2 separate regions of the Danio rerio genome follow, and region 2 is linked to region 1. The links are chromatin contacts, called in public HiChIP or PLAC-seq maps. All regions are on one chromosome and are shown on one strand. Each heading gives the region's core, a stretch centred on a gene start, on an enhancer-like site or on the middle of the called end of the contact. The rest is flanking DNA. Distances are from core to core; before and after follow the strand shown.

Region 1 (3,365 bases), core at 571-3,070:
CTGAAAGTACTTCTCTTGCGAATTTAAAAACACAAGCTAAAGTGAACCGTTAAACAAAGGTTTGATTTGTTTCACTATTTCAATTATAGCGGTGGTATTATAATTGTATTATAGTATTATTATAACCATAAACAACTATTTTGTGTTGTATTGTTTATACTGAACGTAACATTCAGAAATATAACTATCTGAATAAACATTTGTTCAACGTAAAAATATTTTAAAGTGTATTTCATTCCTGTGATTCAAAGCTAAAATGTGAGCAGGCGTTACTCCAGTGTTCATCATTAAATGATCCTCCAGAAATCCTGATAATACGCTGATCTATGGCTCAAGATGTTGCAGCTTAAACTGTGTGTGGATACTGTGTACATAATATTTCTTATTAAAAAACATACACTACTGGTCAAAAGTTTGTGGTCGGTATGATTTCTAAATGTTTTATAAGAAGCTTATCCTGCTCGACAAGGCTGCATTTATTTCATCAAAAATACAGTATAAATTGTAAAATTGTGAAATGTTATTGTACTAAAAAAGAACTGTTTAATAGTGGTTTAAAATTTTCCACTGATTTAATGATGAATTTTCAGCTTCATTACTCCAGTCTTCAGTCACATGATCCTTCAGAAATTACTCTAATATTAATTGTGTGTGTGTATACATACATATTGTGTGTGTGTGTGTATATATATATATATATATATATATATATATATATATATATATATATATATATATATATATATATATATATATATATATATATATATATATATATATATGTTTATCTGATGGCACCTAAACATATGAATAGTAGCATGAATGGCAGCATCTCTCAGAACTTGACAAATCTCTGAATTGAATATAATAATTAGATCAATGGTAAAACTGCAGTCAGACCCTGACACCAATCAACGATACAACACAAATAACACATTTTAATAAACATTTTACTATTAATTTTGGCAGTTTTTTTTCTAAAACTCAAGGTCGCTTCACAGAAAACTGCAAGAAACAACACAAGATCACAAAGACACTAACAGAAAACAATACGCTGAACAGCAGAAGAATTCAGCTTTACAAACCGCTTTTCCAGCTCGGATTGATCTGCTCCGACTAGACAAAGCCCTGCTAATCATAAATAAAAGATTACACCGCTACTGTATGTACACAAAGCTTCAGACAATAAGTGGACCCTCGCTGCCTCTCCTGCATCAAACCTTGAGCACTGTCACATGGCCAACTACAGTCATCATGTCATAGTATTATTAGTAGTAGTAATAATTACAACCGCCACTACAGCATCCTCTGGCTCCAGCACCAGCTAGATTTCTAAATCAACGGCATGACAACAGCCCCGCCAATCCACACCGTAGATGTTCTCCTTGAAGCACTTGGTGTGTGTTTTTGGAGTTGTAATAACAGTGCATTGAGTCACGGAGCGGACTGGAAGCGTCCGTCACCTCAGGCACGCTGCCAAACGCATGCAGCCTCCAGTGACCAGTGGCTACCTTTGGCCCTTCTCTTTTTGCATTCGCCGATTCATTCTCGCGTATTTCTTCCTCCACGCGCAAACACGCACTCTTGCGTCTCCCCACCCCGGCTTTAACAAGAAGAGCGGCGCGGAGCCGGGATCCGGAGGACTGGAAATAACCTTCACATGGACACCGTTCAGCGCTATCACTCAAACACACACACAGGCTGTGTCACGCACGCACACACACACGGCTAGAGTGTACATACCACTCCATGGACGAGGAACTCAAATAGTTTGCTCTTGGTGGCTTTGCGCGCTCCTCCAGCGGTCTCCTCCGAAGCCATTTCCCTCCGCTTCTCCTGCCTTTTGTCTTTCCCTCTCCCTTCTTTCACCCTTCGCTCACCTCCTCAACCCCCCTGCGAGGCTCCTGCTCCACTTCCCTGACTTTCTGCTCTCTCTCTGTGTGTGTGTGTGTGTGTTTCAGTCTGTCTGTGTGTGCTGCTCTGTCGAGTCTCTCTCTCTCTCTTTCTGTCCCTCTCTTTCTTTCTGTGTGTCTCTCTCTCTCACTCTCTCTCTCTCGCTTACGTTTGCTTGAGCTGCCGTTCAGGAGCCCGGCTGCGAGTGGACGCGGGGGGTTGAGAGCTGGGGGTCTTTCAGGGGGGTTCTTGCGGGCCCACTATAACCGCCGCCCCCTCCCCCTTTTTAACACACACACACACACTGGCTGGGCTGAGGCGCTCACAGGCTGCCGCAGCTGTTGCATTCCATTGGTAGATAAGGCACCGCTCGCTGACTGGCCGCTCCACCGAGCTGGAGTTTCGTCTCGCCGCCAACCAAACCCCTCCTCCTCCTCTGCTCTGCTGCAGTCAAACCTCATTCTCATGCTCATTCTCAAAAAAATGGAGGGAGGATCCTTAAAGCAGAAGCATGGAGGAAAAGCTGCACGCTCTTATAATAATAGTGGCTCAGGCAGCATTGGAGGCTCTATCTGAATGCCGAGCCTTTGTGTGTTTAATAGTGAAATTAAAGCTCACGATGACTGCCTGATCTCCATTTCTGGGAGAGACGTGCCTGACAGATAGATTTCAGAGAAATGAGGAATTACGCTTTGCAGTGCTATTGGGGCCTTTGCTCATTATTAGTTAAAAACACTGTTAAAATGTCTATAAATAAAATGTCAATTTTCTGTATAAATAATGTAACTTGTTCTTGGCATAAAAAATAAAGGGAAAAAAATGTCTATAAATATGTTAAACAGTAAAGCTGCCTGTATCTCTTGTTCACATTCCTTCCATTATTGTATTGAATTCAGATTAATGTGTACATATTTGTGTGCACACATGTATTATTATTCTGTTTACTGGACGCCTCATCAAACATTACTATTGTGTGTGAGAATAATTGCAAATAAATGCCATTTATAAGCTGATTTGTTTATGTAGTCTTATTCATTTGATTAATCAAGTTTAGAGACAAATAAAGGCAAAACAGTCAATCTGACTTTAAATTCGTTCATATTATTAATATGATTATTATAGATTTTTTTTATATAAAAATGTCTGAAAATTGTAATTTGCCTAAATTCACAGAGCAGAGATGTAAAACTGAGCCAGTTACTAAGTGAGTGAGTTGACTAACATGTGAATGATCAATCCAACTACACCAAATATTAACCATATTTTTCCTGTATGAGAGTGTCAGACATGTTCTGAACTGGAAATGTACTTTCTATGAGGTATGTTTGGTACTGGGAGGCAAATACACCTTTATTTAATTTATAATTAATCTTAGGGTTGTTTAAATCTTCATTTCACAGGACAGTGGAGGCAAGTGTGGGGAGCAGAGAGAGGGGAACGAGCGGCAAACACACTAATCCCTAGACCAATTT
Region 2 (3,365 bases), core at 470-2,969, 220 kb after region 1:
TTATTAATATTCTAATTATTCTCGACAGTGCTTACCACTGAGCAACCTCCGAATGGTATACTATTATACAAGTATTTTCTATGTAATATTATATATTGTAGGTTACATATATTAAAAAGTTTCAGACAAATGTTTAGTGCTTTCACTAAGTTTATCAGCAACAAATAACCAGCATAATTGATGAAAAAACACTGATTTAATCAGTAAAAAACACTGACTGCATTCAAAATCATGTCATTTTTACTTATTAGCTACTACTTTCAGCAAGATATTAGAAATTTTGGGAAGCATAAAATGGACAATTCACTATCTCATGAGGCTACAGTGAGTTAAAGTATTTCTGAACAATTCCATATAAACCATATTTATTTAGTTGAACATTAAATAACATGATCATACAATTTCTCCCACAATTCTGAACAGATCATAATTCAGCAGTCTAATTTGAATTCTTTGAATGCGTTTTAAAAAAAGATGAAACATGAATGCTAAAGTCTTTGGTCAGAGACAGTGGGGAAACAAAAAAAGCATGATTTTCTGTACCCAACATGTGTTTGAAGACTTGAAGAGAGGACTGTATAATTCAGCAGTGACTCCTTCCCCATTGTTAGAGCGTATGTAGAGACAGTGACCTGACAAAAATGTGTAAACAGAACTCAGTAAATACAGTAAAACTTACGTACATTTGCATAAAGTATTATTATCTAAAGCTATTATTATCTATTAGAATTTTATATTATACTTACCAGTAACATTTTCTTTAAGGCCTGTCTCAGTGTTAGGCAAGCTCAAACCTGAGCCTCTTAACCAAACATGATGCTCGTTTTGAAGTTGAAAATCACAGAAACCTTCTTGAAAGTCACATCTCACAACCTGGGAGCCTATATGAGAGGAAACTCACGTAAAATAAATCATACCATTACAGATATCATCACTACCGTCTGCTAATCATCAGAGACACCATAGAAAACATGCTATTTCTTTACAGCACCTTTAATAGGCGCTTGACTGAAAATCTGCTGTCATAAAATAGATACTAGGCAGCAGATGTAAAATAAAGAAATATAAAAATCGAATTTTATTGTAATATGAAACAGGTGTACAGATTACAATTCACATGGACATCATTTATCATTTTAAAGATTTGAATGGATAATCCTTTAGGGGCAAAACCAAATAAAGTGCTAATGATACATGGTGCAATGTTCTGCCTTCTGAAAGCCCCAGGGAATTTAAATCAATATTATAAAAGCACCGCTGTATGTCATCTTGTAGACCTCCCAGTGTGCCACTTTATGAGAGCCCCATAAATCTCACTATTTACACACGATGGCCTTAGAAGCATTTAAAATGATCTTGTCAACTGAAAGGAAAAAGGGGAAAAGAAAGGCCCATTGCTGTCAGGAGTTGCCTGTGTAATCACAGGACACACGGAAAAAAGCAGGAAAGAAAGAGTTGAAGAGAAAAAAAAGACTAATACATACAGTCAATCTCGTCACTGGCATCTTCACAGTTCTCTCTGAAATCACAGACTTGCTCCTCATCAATGCAGCCACCTCTCGCGCAGGTAAACTGCTCGGGTGAACATGGCGCAGATAAAACATTCGCCAGGACAAACAGCAGAAATGAGGCCTGTAAGAACACCCTCATTGAGCTCTCTGACAGATAAATCAGCAGCTCCTTTAGAAATAAAATTAAGCAAAAACACCGGCAGACATACTCCACTTTAGTATCGTGATCGCTAATTTATGCTGCGTACAGTTAGCCTTACAGAAAAATATACATCTGCTCTCAGCGATCAAGCCTACTAAATGACTTTATGACTGTTACACAATGTGTGTGTGTGCCTGATGTCAAAGTGTGCGTCAAACTCTTTGTAATTGGCTGGAGATAAAGTGACAGTAAAATGCAATCTATTATTTTAGGACGCAATATCATGTGCAATAAGAGCCCAGGTTAAACAAACACATTTAGGTGAAGACATTGACAGTTGAAACACTATTAGAGATTTGCCATTACCTAAATGTGCTTTCATTTTCAGCTCGAACAACTGTATGCAACTGAATGAAAAATGAGGTGGCAAAGTAATCAGTCATGCATCAGTTCCACCCTCTGTCCTGCTCCGGCTTTACAAATGTTCGTTCAGATATAATTTCAGTTTTCATGAATCAGTGACTAAAATTCTAAATCATTCACAACACGTGGTGTGATAGAAGAGAAGCTCTGTTGGACATAGTAATATCTGAATAACCTTCAAGCACAAAACAACAGATGAAATAATAAGCAATATTAGGGATTTACTAAGGGATTTAAAACCGAAGCCGAAATGTCTGTACTGTTTGTTGATGTTGTTTGTTATTTAAATTAAGCTCTTGGTCATCCATAGTAATAATTTAATATCATAATAATAATTTTTGAAATCCAGTGAGACGTACACTCACTGGCCACTTAATTAGGTACACTTGTTCAACAGCTCATTCATTGAAATTTCTAATCAGCCAATCACATGGCAGCAACTCAATGCATTTAGGCATGTAGACATGGTCAGGATGATCTGCTGCAGTTCAAACCGAGCATCAGAATGGGAAGGAAAGGGGATTTAAGTGACTGAACATGGCATGGTTGTGGGTGCCAGATGGGCTGGTCTGAGTATTGCAGAAACTACTGATCTACTGGGATTTTCACACACAACCATCTCTATGGTTTACAGAGAATGGGCCGTAAAAGAGAAAATATTAGTGATGATGAAATTAAGCTTTCTGAACCAGTTAAGCGCTCGACTCAATTGTATCGGAAAAAGGTTCGTTACTCGAAGCTTTTTTAAATTCGAGCTCGATGAGTTTCTCTTCTGGCTAAAGTGTAGGAAAGAACTGTGTTGCAATAATTTCAAATGTTCACTACTGACCAATTCATTCATGTAGTAATACAACAGTAATATAAACAAATTACTCAATTACTGTAGTTTTTACACATAAGGTTACATTAGTTACATAAAGTTACATTACACCAACGATGACTGTAGTAAAATCCAAGGTATTTACATTAGTCATATACCAACTAGTGCCGTTCCAAGCAGGGATCGAACCAGCGATTCCTGCATGGGTGTCAAATGCTCTAAAGAGGAGGCTATGTGAGCGATGCTTTCAAGCTGCTGGTCTCCAGCTGGTCTCCGTTAAACACTACGATATGCAGTGGTTTTCTTTAAAGATAGTTGTAAAAAATACACTAATACACTTTAGTGTGGTTCTAAACCTTTTTACTATAAATTACTATTGTATTTTAGTTTAATTACTGGTGTGTGGGACGGGTGCAGTGCTTTGAAACAGTAGAAATGTATGTAATCGACAACTAATCTCTCGCTAAAC

What was found. HiChIP or PLAC-seq counts read pairs in DNA pulled down with a chosen protein or histone mark.
Region 2: a contact with region 1 is called in an H3K4me3 HiChIP or PLAC-seq map of embryo, with 4 times the contacts expected there. The contact joins the promoter of malrd1 here to the promoter of smarcd3b in region 1. A contact is called at or near these places in 1 of 18 Hi-C or Micro-C datasets (an unstated tissue) and 1 of 4 datasets of contacts at active chromatin or transcription factors (embryo).

Annotation. Positions count from the first base shown.
Region 1 is chr7:41,815,580-41,818,944 of GRCz12tu, forward strand. smarcd3b (SWI/SNF related BAF chromatin remodeling complex subunit D3b) reads right to left here and starts at 1,821. Exons shown (of 13, transcript NM_001127306.1): 1 at 1,744-1,821. The coding sequence starts at 1,821.
Region 2 is chr7:42,039,924-42,043,288 of GRCz12tu, forward strand. malrd1 (MAM and LDL receptor class A domain containing 1) reads right to left here and starts at 1,720. Exons shown (of 33, transcript NM_001287549.1): 1 at 1,485-1,720; 2 at 747-881; 3 at 544-632. The coding sequence starts at 1,650.